2 separate regions of the Canis lupus genome follow, and region 2 is linked to region 1. The links are chromatin contacts, called in public Hi-C maps. All regions are on one chromosome and are shown on one strand. Each heading gives the region's core, a stretch centred on a gene start, on an enhancer-like site or on the middle of the called end of the contact. The rest is flanking DNA. Distances are from core to core; before and after follow the strand shown. Region 1 holds the start of YPEL4 (protein yippee-like 4). Region 2 holds the start of P2RX3 (P2X purinoceptor 3).

Region 1 (4,849 bases), core at 1,980-4,479:
GTATTTTCTTTCTCAGCCAACGTGTAAAGTCAGTGGTATGATCTCCCAATTTCAAAGGAGGACAGAGACAGGGGAAGGGATTTGCCCATGTTAGGACTCAAACTCAGGATTTGGGAGTCCGAGTCCAGTTATCATGATAGCAAACAGGTAGTGTTAGATGCCAGGTACTGTTCAATGAGCTTTGCAGGTGTAAATTCATGTAATCCTCTCAGGAACCCTATGAAACACATACTATAATTGTCACCCCCTCTTTATAGATGAGTACTTTCTTCAGTCCGGCTCTCATGGTTACTCGGGATCAAGAAGCCTGGGACAATTTTCTGGGTTGGCTCTTTCACACCCACTCTTACCTTCACACTCATTCTGTCAGCAGGCAGTGCCATCCTCACTTTCTACGGCTTAGTCCTTGATGGTTTACTTTAATTCATTCGTTCACCACACATGCGTTAGTTCTCCTGTGAACTCTCAGGTATCCCGTAACCATTCACCATCCTTCAAAAATTCAGTTCCAGGCTTCTGTTTGCAAATTCCCTCCCTGAATGAGCTCAGCCTCTCCTCTTTCCCAGCAGTCTATTTCCCAGATCTCTTTCTTCGCCTCCACACTCTCTCCCTTGAGGCAATTTCTCCCAATTATCTGAAGGTCATCTTTATTTGGCTTATTTGTGCAGCCATCTCAAGCTGAATTTAGGGAAAAGAAACCTCTCCCCGCCTTTAGACTATCTCCCATTTCACTTATTTTTAAATAAAGTAATGTCTACCTTCAATATGGGACTCTGACTCACAGCGCGGAGATCAGGAGTCCCATACTTCACCTAGTGAGCCAGTCAAGGCGTCCCTCCAACTCACTTCTTTATTTTTTTTAATTTTTATTTATTTATGATAGTCACATCACACAGAGAGAGAGAGAGAGGCAGAGACACAGGCAGAGGGAGAAGCAGGCTCCATGCACCGGGAGCCTGACATGGGATTCGATCCCGGGTCTTCAGGATCACGCCCTGGGCCAAAGGCAGGCGCCAAACTGCTGCGCCACCCAGGGATCCCCTCCAACTTACTTCTTAAACAGAGTGAGGGCACAGTATTTACAGCATCTAGGCTTGCCTGCACTCCTTTTCTCCCTTGTCATCTTACACCAAGCATTCCTGCCATCTCCACACCCCCCAAAGAAGACTGTCCTCATGTCTTTTTCATTCTCACCAACTAAACCCTTGATCATTTTCTTCCTGAGTTAAATTAATTGGCATCCCTTTTCTGCTTCCAAACTTTCCATCCTTGCCTTAAGGACTACTCACCTACATTTTTTCCCACTTCCCATTGTTTTCCTCAAGAATAGTTCCTCAAATCCCTCCTCTGCTTACCTTTCCTCTCTCATCCACTGCCCGTACAGAAACACTTCCTTCTTTACCCAAGTCTCCCTCTTAGTTCCAAACCTCTGATAATATCACTCAAGGCACCTGCACTGTGTTTCAGAATTTATCTTCAACCCCAGAATCTTCCTTGGTTAAATCTTCAGAATTCCTTATATTTTTTCATACCCAGCTAGCAATGCTTCCCATTACCTACCATTGACCTACGCTTCCCTTCCTTACATGCGAAAAGAAAAATGACCCACGAGCTGTCCTCCCTGAGTACCTATCTTTGTCACACTTCATTTTCTAGATGGTAGCTAGCCTCCGTTAGAAATTGGGGTTTGGGGGCAGCCCGGGTGACTCAGCTTGTGTCTCATGAATAAATATGAATAAATAAATAATCTTTTTTAAAAAATCCTTTAAAGAAATTGGGGGTTTTATCTTAGAGGATATGTTCTGTCAGGCAGCCCCGGTGGCGCAGTGGTTTGGCGTTGCCTGCAGCCCGGGGTGTGATCCTGGAGACCCGGAATCGAGTCCCACGTGGGGCTCCCTGCATAGAGCCTGCTTCTCCCTCTGCCTGTGTCTCTGCCTCTCTCTCTCTCTCTCTCTCTCTGTGTCTCTCATGAATAAATAAATAAAATCTTAAAAAAAAAAAGGATATGTTCTGTCCACATACTTCAGAGATATACACAGGACAGCACTCCATGAGAAACAGAATCTGAGTCAAATGAAATATAATTGGAAGCTGATAGAAAAATAGCACCGAAACATAGAGGTTCTTCATAAGAAAGAGATTTGGTACACGTCTCTTGAGATATCAGAACTTAATAGTAAATCCTCTCTGGGTTTAAGGGTATTAAGTGGAGAACACCGTTTTGAAGTAGCTTCGGTTTACTAAGTGCTTATCACGTGCCAGGCACTTTTTAGGTGTTTACACGTTACCTCGCTTCACTCTCACATCTCCATGAGGTCAGTATCATGAGCTTCACTTAGCAGAAGAGGAAACGGAGCAGCACAAAAAGGATCAGTAAGTTCCCAGCGGTTCCTGGTGACTATACTGGCAGAGCTGCTATTCTAAGGTCTCTCTGACACCAGCGCCAGACACTTGGACCACGTCTGAAGATGCAGCTCCACTGCCGGTGTGTGATCATCTTCCGTCGGGAAGCTCTGCGCTAGGCACTGCAGTCCCGGGATGCAGACAGGAGTTGCCCAGAGGACCTTTCTCAAAGTTTACAGCCCGGTGGAGAAGCTTACGTAATGTGGGCGTCTCTGTTCACGAAGCACAAGGAACGTGGAGGTAGCTGAGAAGAGGTGCCTGCTCGAGAGAGGTCAGACTCCATCTAGGAGTCCTTCAGGGGCATCAAGCTGAGGCTCTGAGGCTTGGAAGCGCCCGGTTCAAGCTTGGGGGCACAGTTGGCCCCGTGTGACAATTAATATGTCTTCCTTTTCCCTGCGTCAGGGCTGGCGTCCGAGCTGAGATGGGGAACGTATCATCTTGGATGTGTGTGCACACGCCTGACTCTGCATCCATCTCTCACTGTCACCGCCTGGCCGCCTCCCTTCCTCCAGCCCTGCCGCCCCTACTCCATCCTTGCCCAGCCCCATCCTTTCCCCAGGTTCCTTCCGTCTCCTTGGCCACGCTGCCTTCTCCTCAGCAACCAGCCTCTCCTCTAGCATCCCGCCTCCCCGGCCGGCCGGCCCTCTGCTCCCACCCCCCTGCACCCTTCTCTAGACCCATCCCTGATGCCTGCCCCCTCCCTTCCTGCCGACCCGCCTCCTGTGTCTCCCAGCCCTGCTCTGACGTGGGAGGTGAGGGGGTGGGGGGACGGATGACTCACAGTGTTATGATGCAGTTCCACAACACACAGCTACATTCACCCACAGACCGGGGTACAGACGAGAGACAACCTCTGGCCCCCCAGCAGCTGGCCAGCTTGGCAGCCCCAGGCCCGAGCCCCTAACTCCCCTCCCCCGCCCCCATCCCCTTCCCCATTGAAGGAGCGGAAAGAGAAGAGAGAAGAGTGAGCAGAGAGATTGAGAGATTGAGAGAGAGAGAGAGATAGACGGAGATCTCTGGAGCAGACCTCAAGGTGAGGGGGCAGCCCTTCTCCAAATGAATTTTTTTCCCCTTTGCAAATTTCCTCCTCCTGCTGCGTGTTGCTTTCTCCCCATCGCAAAAGCATTATTCATCCACCCTTTGTCCTCCCTTCCCCCTCCCCGCTGCCTCGGCTCCTCTCTCTCAGCTCCTCCATCCCTCTCCGAGCTCTGACGGTTCCCGCACTTATTTCCCGGCAACTTTGGCTGCTGCATCAGGCCTCACTGGTTATTGTTTTGCTGCTGGTGCAGACCCCCGAAGCCCGCCCGCCCGGGGAGCTGGCTGCGCTGCTAATTATTTGGACCATACCATGCCGAGAATGCCAGCCTGGGGGGGGGGGGAGGTGAAGCCTCGGAGCAGATGAGAAAATCACTGTGAGCAGGTGTCGTGTCCCCCCACCCCCAGCCACAGGATTCGCACCTGGTTCCTGGAGCCTCCTCCTGGGCACCTCTGCTGTCAGCGCTGGTTGCTCAGCACCCCCCCTCCCTACCCGCCAGCGCTCTCTCGCCCCCACCTCCCACGGTCCAGCCCCATCTCACTTGGGGGAACATCCTCTCCCTGGTGCTCAGGTTGCCTTTGTTTTTTTCTTCATTTGCCCAACTTGAATCTGCCTGTGATCTGAGCCCGGGAAGCGATGACCCCCTGCTCCCCCTCCTGTGAGTGATTCTCTGGCCTTCTGGGCAGCCTCTCCTTGGCCTGATGGGGAAGCTGGGGAGAGAGGGAGGGAGGGGAGCTGCGGGCTGGAGAAGGACCTGGCGAGCTGGGACCCAGTGCAAGCCCCCTGGCCGGTGCAGTAGGTGGAGCGCAGCAGAGGGGAACTCACAGGCAAAGTTGAAGGCAGACCTGGGAAGTGGGCACTGAACGCTGGATGCTGGTGAGAAAGGCCCATCTCCTGCGGCCGGAGCCCAATGTCACCCTGAACTCAGCTCAAGGTGTCTTTCTAGGGCCCAGCCAGGGGTAGAGGACCTCAAACTGAAGATGGGCTCTTCTGGGGTTCTGCAGAGAGACTACCTGGCGGGCCCAGGAAAGGCTGGAACAGCTGGGGCACAGGCGGCCACCGCAGAGGACAGGACGAGAGCCTGTGTGCCCTGGCCACTCGCAGCCACACCGCCTCTACTCTGCTTAGTGGTCTTGCATTGCCAGAGCACCCACCTGGCACCTCTGAAAAAATCACCCATCACAGGCCCGAAGGCACCATGGAGAAAAAGGCGGGACTTCACCCACTTATCAGAGCCAACAGATGACCCCTCCCTTCTTATCTGCTGCCTCTAGCACCCTCAGCCACTTCGGGGCTGGAGTCTGGGCAGATAATGACATCTTCCTCGGCCTTCCTAATGAGAACCTAGCAATTTTATCTAATGTCACCCACAGAGTCACTGCTGTTGGTCCCTACCCCAGGAGGAAGGTG
Region 2 (4,772 bases), core at 1,989-4,488, 260 kb after region 1:
CTCCATACCAGCAGCTCTCCTGGCACTCCCTGTGCATGTCTCCTTCAAATCTTGAGCCACTGTTAAACTGTACATTTGTTTGTGGACATGGTTTGATTTATGCTCATCGCTTGCATCGCAAGCTCCGCGAGGCTGAGGGTGCTGTCTGCTTTTGCCCGTGTTCTATGCTTGGTGCACAGTGCCTGGCATGAAGAAATGCTCGAGGAATTTCTGCTAAATCAAAGACAATGGATTCGTGAAGTCCTAATGGTGCACGGGCTCATGTGCACAGAGATGGGGCTCAGGCCAGGGGGCCGGGCTACAAGCTGCGAGGATGTAACTGGAAGGAGCCTCTCCGTGGGGACCTGTCAGGCTGGGAGATGGATGGGGTTGGATATGGAGACGCCAAAGAGCCTCTCATGCTTGTTCCTGCAGGCCGGGCTCCAGCCCCAAGGATCAGGGCATCAGATCATATCACGGTGAGGGAGGGACAGGGGCAGTGGCAGAGCAGAGCAGGCGGGTCCAGGAGCCACTGTCTACCTTCCATCAACCTTCTGCCCGAAGCCAACAGAGCCAGAAATGTGCTGAGGCAGCCTTTGGACTCACCGGGACCACCACACGGTCTCGCGGCTCTAAACAGTTATAGCCTCGCTTATACGCGTGAACGCAGAACATTTAGGAGTCAGCTCCTAGCCAGGCTCTGGAGATGAGGACACGGCATGTTTGCAAACATTCCAGCTCACACAACCTCGAAGCTGGAAGTAGACTTCAAGGCCAAAGCTCGAATCTCTTCTCTCACATCCCTGAGAGGAGCACCGGCTGCGTGGCCTTGCCTCCAGCAGCCACGTAAACGAGTCCACTGGCTCCCGCAAATCACGCAGGGAAAAAAAAAATCCCTTAATCCATACATGCCCACTTTTCCACGCACATACCACTCCGACCCTTCAGGCAAGGGGGCCCATGCACACGCAGCTCTGGCCCACACGCACGCACACCGGATGTCTTCTTGGACTGGTTTGAATTAACTCATGACAGCCGTCAGTGGTTTGCTCTCTCACACACACAGAACCATTGTCTCAAGGGATGGCGTGAGACTAGAGGCAGGCGCACTGGGAAAGAAAGATCTAGAGGCTTCTGCCTGTCGTTTCTGGCGTCCAGCAGTGTGTGCAAATGACCACAAGGAAAGAACCTGTGTTCCCCCCCTCCCCACCGGCCATTGTCTCCTCCATGGCCCTTGGCACACACACACGTGTGTGTATGTGTGGGGGGTGGACGCCTCTGAAGGTGGGTGCCGAGAGGGGGTGTTCAGACCACCGGCTCTCAAGCAACTCCTGGGATGGGTTATATGGCGCAAAGTTAGGCAGCAGCAGAGAATTCACGCTTTCTGACAAAGAGGAGTGTTTCTGGATTCATGAGGAGGGACCCGGTATCGTGTTCAGAAAAGCCACCTTTCCCCCGAGCTGCTCTTCCCTTGAGTGTTATCTGTGCCCTCGTCTCTCCCCCTGCCCAGGGCGCAGACATCCTGCTTTGTCCTCCCCTCCAAGAGCAAGGGCTTCTCCCCTTGCCCCCTTCTTTCACCAACTCCTCAAGCCAGGAGGGAAATCCCTCATTCCAAAGTGGTCTAGTTCTGTCCTTCCCACCTCACCGTTGACCTGGTCACCCCATCCCCATCTCCCTTGTGTCGGTGTCTTCTCTTCCCCTTTTCTGTGCTCCCTCTTCTTTTTTGAGACCCCAAAGCATTGGTTAGGGAGAATGGGAAGGCGTGAGGGTGGTCTGTTCTCTGGTGGGAGCAGGAAAGGAAGGAGAGAGGGTCACCTGGGACGTCTCCTGGCTGAGGGTGGCACTGGGGCAAGAACTCCACTTCTTGGGGTGTGTGCCTGGAAACCACTCTCTGACTCCAGAGGATTTACTGGGGAAGAGGACTAATCTGGGGACCAGATCCCTGACTCCGTAGAAAAGACTGTTTCTTCCAAGAGAGGAAAGGCTCAGGCAGCTGGACAGCAACAGTGAGCGGACACCAGGCAGCAGCACCCCACCACCCTGCTAGGACCCAAAGGGCCACAGGACTCACCCCACAAAGTAGGAGATGATCAAAAGCTGGACTGCCCGGTTGATGACCCCAATGGTCCAGCTCTTCACAACCACCGACTTGGTGGTCTCGTAGGTGAAGAAATCTGACACGCAGTTCATACTGAGAGAGCGCTCGGGGGCCACTCAGGAGGGACCCAGTGGTGGCCTCAGGAGGGACAGGTCCTCGGGACAGGGAGACAGAGCTCAAAGCCTGGAGGGAACCGCTTGGAGGGGAGCCTGGTCCTTTAAGTCAGGAGACCCTAGCGCAGCGCCCAGGCTCTCTCTGCTCTTGACACCCTGGGCTGCCAAGAGTCCAAGGCCAGGGCGGGGGACCCCCTTTTTGTTCGTCTCCACCCCACTCCCCTGTGATGTCACGGCAGGGGTGGGGTCTCCAATCCCCGCTCCTGATTGCCTAGGATGCAGCTGGCTAGGGCCCTCTGGGAGTCATGTTTTATCTGCACTCTGTCTACCCTTTCTGTTCCGTGCTGCATCTTCCTCCCTGCTCACCAGCCGCCTCACGCTCTCCTTAAAGCCCCCTGCAGTGTCCCAGCCCCAGCCACTGAACTGCCTTCCCCAGGCTGAGTGCCTGCCTCATTCGTGACTCTTCCCAAAGCCACGCAATTCAGTGGCCATCCGCTCCCTTTCTGAGTCGTCTCCAATACCGTGGGTCAGGGGGAAGGGTCTCTTGAATATTTCTCTGGATCTCCTGGGAGGGAGTCGTAGAGTTCATGTCCCTAACTCAGGTTGGCAGTGGCTGAGCTCGCCCCGCAGCATAGCGTCAACCACATTGGAGTGTTTGCTTTTATTTTGCTTTGTTTTCCTGTGAGTTTCCTTAACTGAATCGTTTGTTAGATAACATGCTCCTGGGAGGCTGGGGCTGTTTCTGTCTTGTTCACTAGTTTTCTAAAATCCTAGAACCGGGTGGGGGTTCGGGCCATATTGAACGTATGCTGCTGGACAGGGCTGCGTGGCCGTTTCCCGGAGGTTAGGGTCACGAGTTCAGGGAGCAGCAGTGCATGCCCGCTGCCTCTCAGGCCAGCGTCGGGTTAGCAAGCTGGCGGAACCAAGTCAGATTGTCAGGAAGTCTTGGACTTAAATATTCTGTCCTAATGTCTTCACGTAGGACAGGTGCCACCAGTCATTCTGGATGTAGACTCATCGTGATTAGGGCAGAGGAGAGCTGGACCGGGTGGGGTAATAAAGAGATTTGGGGGCCCTGGGCAAATCCTCTTTGGGCCTCAGTATTCTGATCTGCAAAGGAGGTAGGAGTGGACATACTCACCATTTCTCCCAGGCCTGGCCTCCTCTGATTTTATAAGATGTGCCATCACGCTGATGCCGAGATCCTCCCTCTGCCATCCACGCTGGTGGGGACCCCTTTCTACCATCCACGCTGCTGTGGGGACCCCCCTCTGCCATCCACGCCGGTGTGTGGGGACCCCCCCTGCCATCCACGCTGGTGCGGGCACCGGGGACGCCCCCCACCCACACTGGTGCGGGGCCCCCCTCTACCATCCACGCTGCTGTGGGGACCCCCCTCTGCCATCCACGCCAGTGCGGGGACCCCCCTGCCATCCACGCTGATGCGGGGACCCCCCTGCCATCCACGCTGATGCGGGGAACCCCCCCCTCTGCCATCCACACTGATGCGGGGACCCCCTCTGCCATCCACTTCGGTGCGGGGACCCCCCCCGCCATCCACACTGATGCGGGGACCCCCCGCCATCCACTTCGGTGCGGGCACCGGGTCCCCCCCTGCCATCCGGCAGGTCTGACCGTGACCCCCCCCCGCCCCCGCCCCGCCCCCCGCGGACCCCGCCGGCCACCACCCCTACATGGACTGCGGGCTTCGGGAGGGAAGTTTTGGGTGCGGACAGAGAAGCCCTTTCAAAGAGCATCCGGTGCCGTGTGGCGGGAGGACGGGGCAGTCACTGCGACACCGACACCGCGGCCCCCTGCTCCCCAGGACCGTCCCGGGCGGGACGCGGGAAAGGCGCACGCAGGCGTCCGCGGGAGGTCAGACGGGAGACAAGTGCACGGCTTCTCCCCAGGACCCCGTCCTCCCCTCAACAGGTGTGACTTTTAAAGAAGGAGCCCTACGCGCCGGCACCTCCGCCTCGGGGTCCCCGCAGGGTGCACCGCACGCGGCCCCCCCCAGGTCCTCCAGGCCGGCTGGCGCTCTAGGCGGCCGCCTCGCAGGCGGGCCGGGCTCGCGTCTCTCTAGCTCGCTCGCTCTCTCTATGGTCCCTGCACCGCTTCCGGTGGCGGGCCTCGGGGCCGCGCACGCGGGAAAACCTTCCCGAGCGTCCCCCCGACCCCCTGTCCCCGCCCCCCCTCCCGCGTCCCCCAGCGCGCCCACCGCCCGCACCTGGGCCGTCGCGAGGCTGCCGCTCGAGGAGGTGGGTGGTCGCCGCCGCGTGCCCCGGGAGGCTGCGGGCCTCGCTCCCCCCCGCGGGCCGCCCGTGATGGGCCGTTCCGCGTTCGAATCCACGGGCGGCGGGCGAATCCATTTTAGGGGGCGGGGGGGGGCTTGGGCCCGGGGCCGCGGCGCGGCGGGAGCGCCGGGAGGGAAGCCTTGCCCTCGGAGCCGGGTCGCGAGCCGCAGAGGTGCAGCCCCCGGGGTTCCGCTGCTCGTTGCCATGGCGCCCGCTGGAGCGCCCCGAGCCGGCGTCTGGTCCCGCTGTAAGCGCGACTCCGGGCCGGGTTCCCCAGCCGCGGCTGGG

What was found. Hi-C and Micro-C count contacts between places; a contact is called where the count stands out from the background.
Region 2: a Hi-C map of blood shows a contact between it and region 1, with 2.8 times the contacts expected there. The contact joins the promoter of P2RX3 here to the promoter of YPEL4 in region 1. A contact is called at or near these places in 3 of 9 Hi-C or Micro-C datasets (amygdala and blood).

The regions. Positions count from the first base shown.
Region 1 is chr18:39,001,921-39,006,769 of UU_Cfam_GSD_1.0, forward strand. YPEL4 (protein yippee-like 4) reads left to right here and starts at 3,230. Exons shown (of 5, transcript XM_038563229.1): 1 at 3,230-3,436.
Region 2 is chr18:39,266,175-39,270,946 of UU_Cfam_GSD_1.0, forward strand. P2RX3 (P2X purinoceptor 3) reads right to left here and starts at 3,239. Exons shown (of 12, transcript XM_038563245.1): 1 at 2,051-3,239. The coding sequence starts at 2,169. SSRP1 (FACT complex subunit SSRP1) reads left to right here and starts at 4,315. Exons shown (of 18, transcript XM_038563247.1): 1 at 4,315-4,448.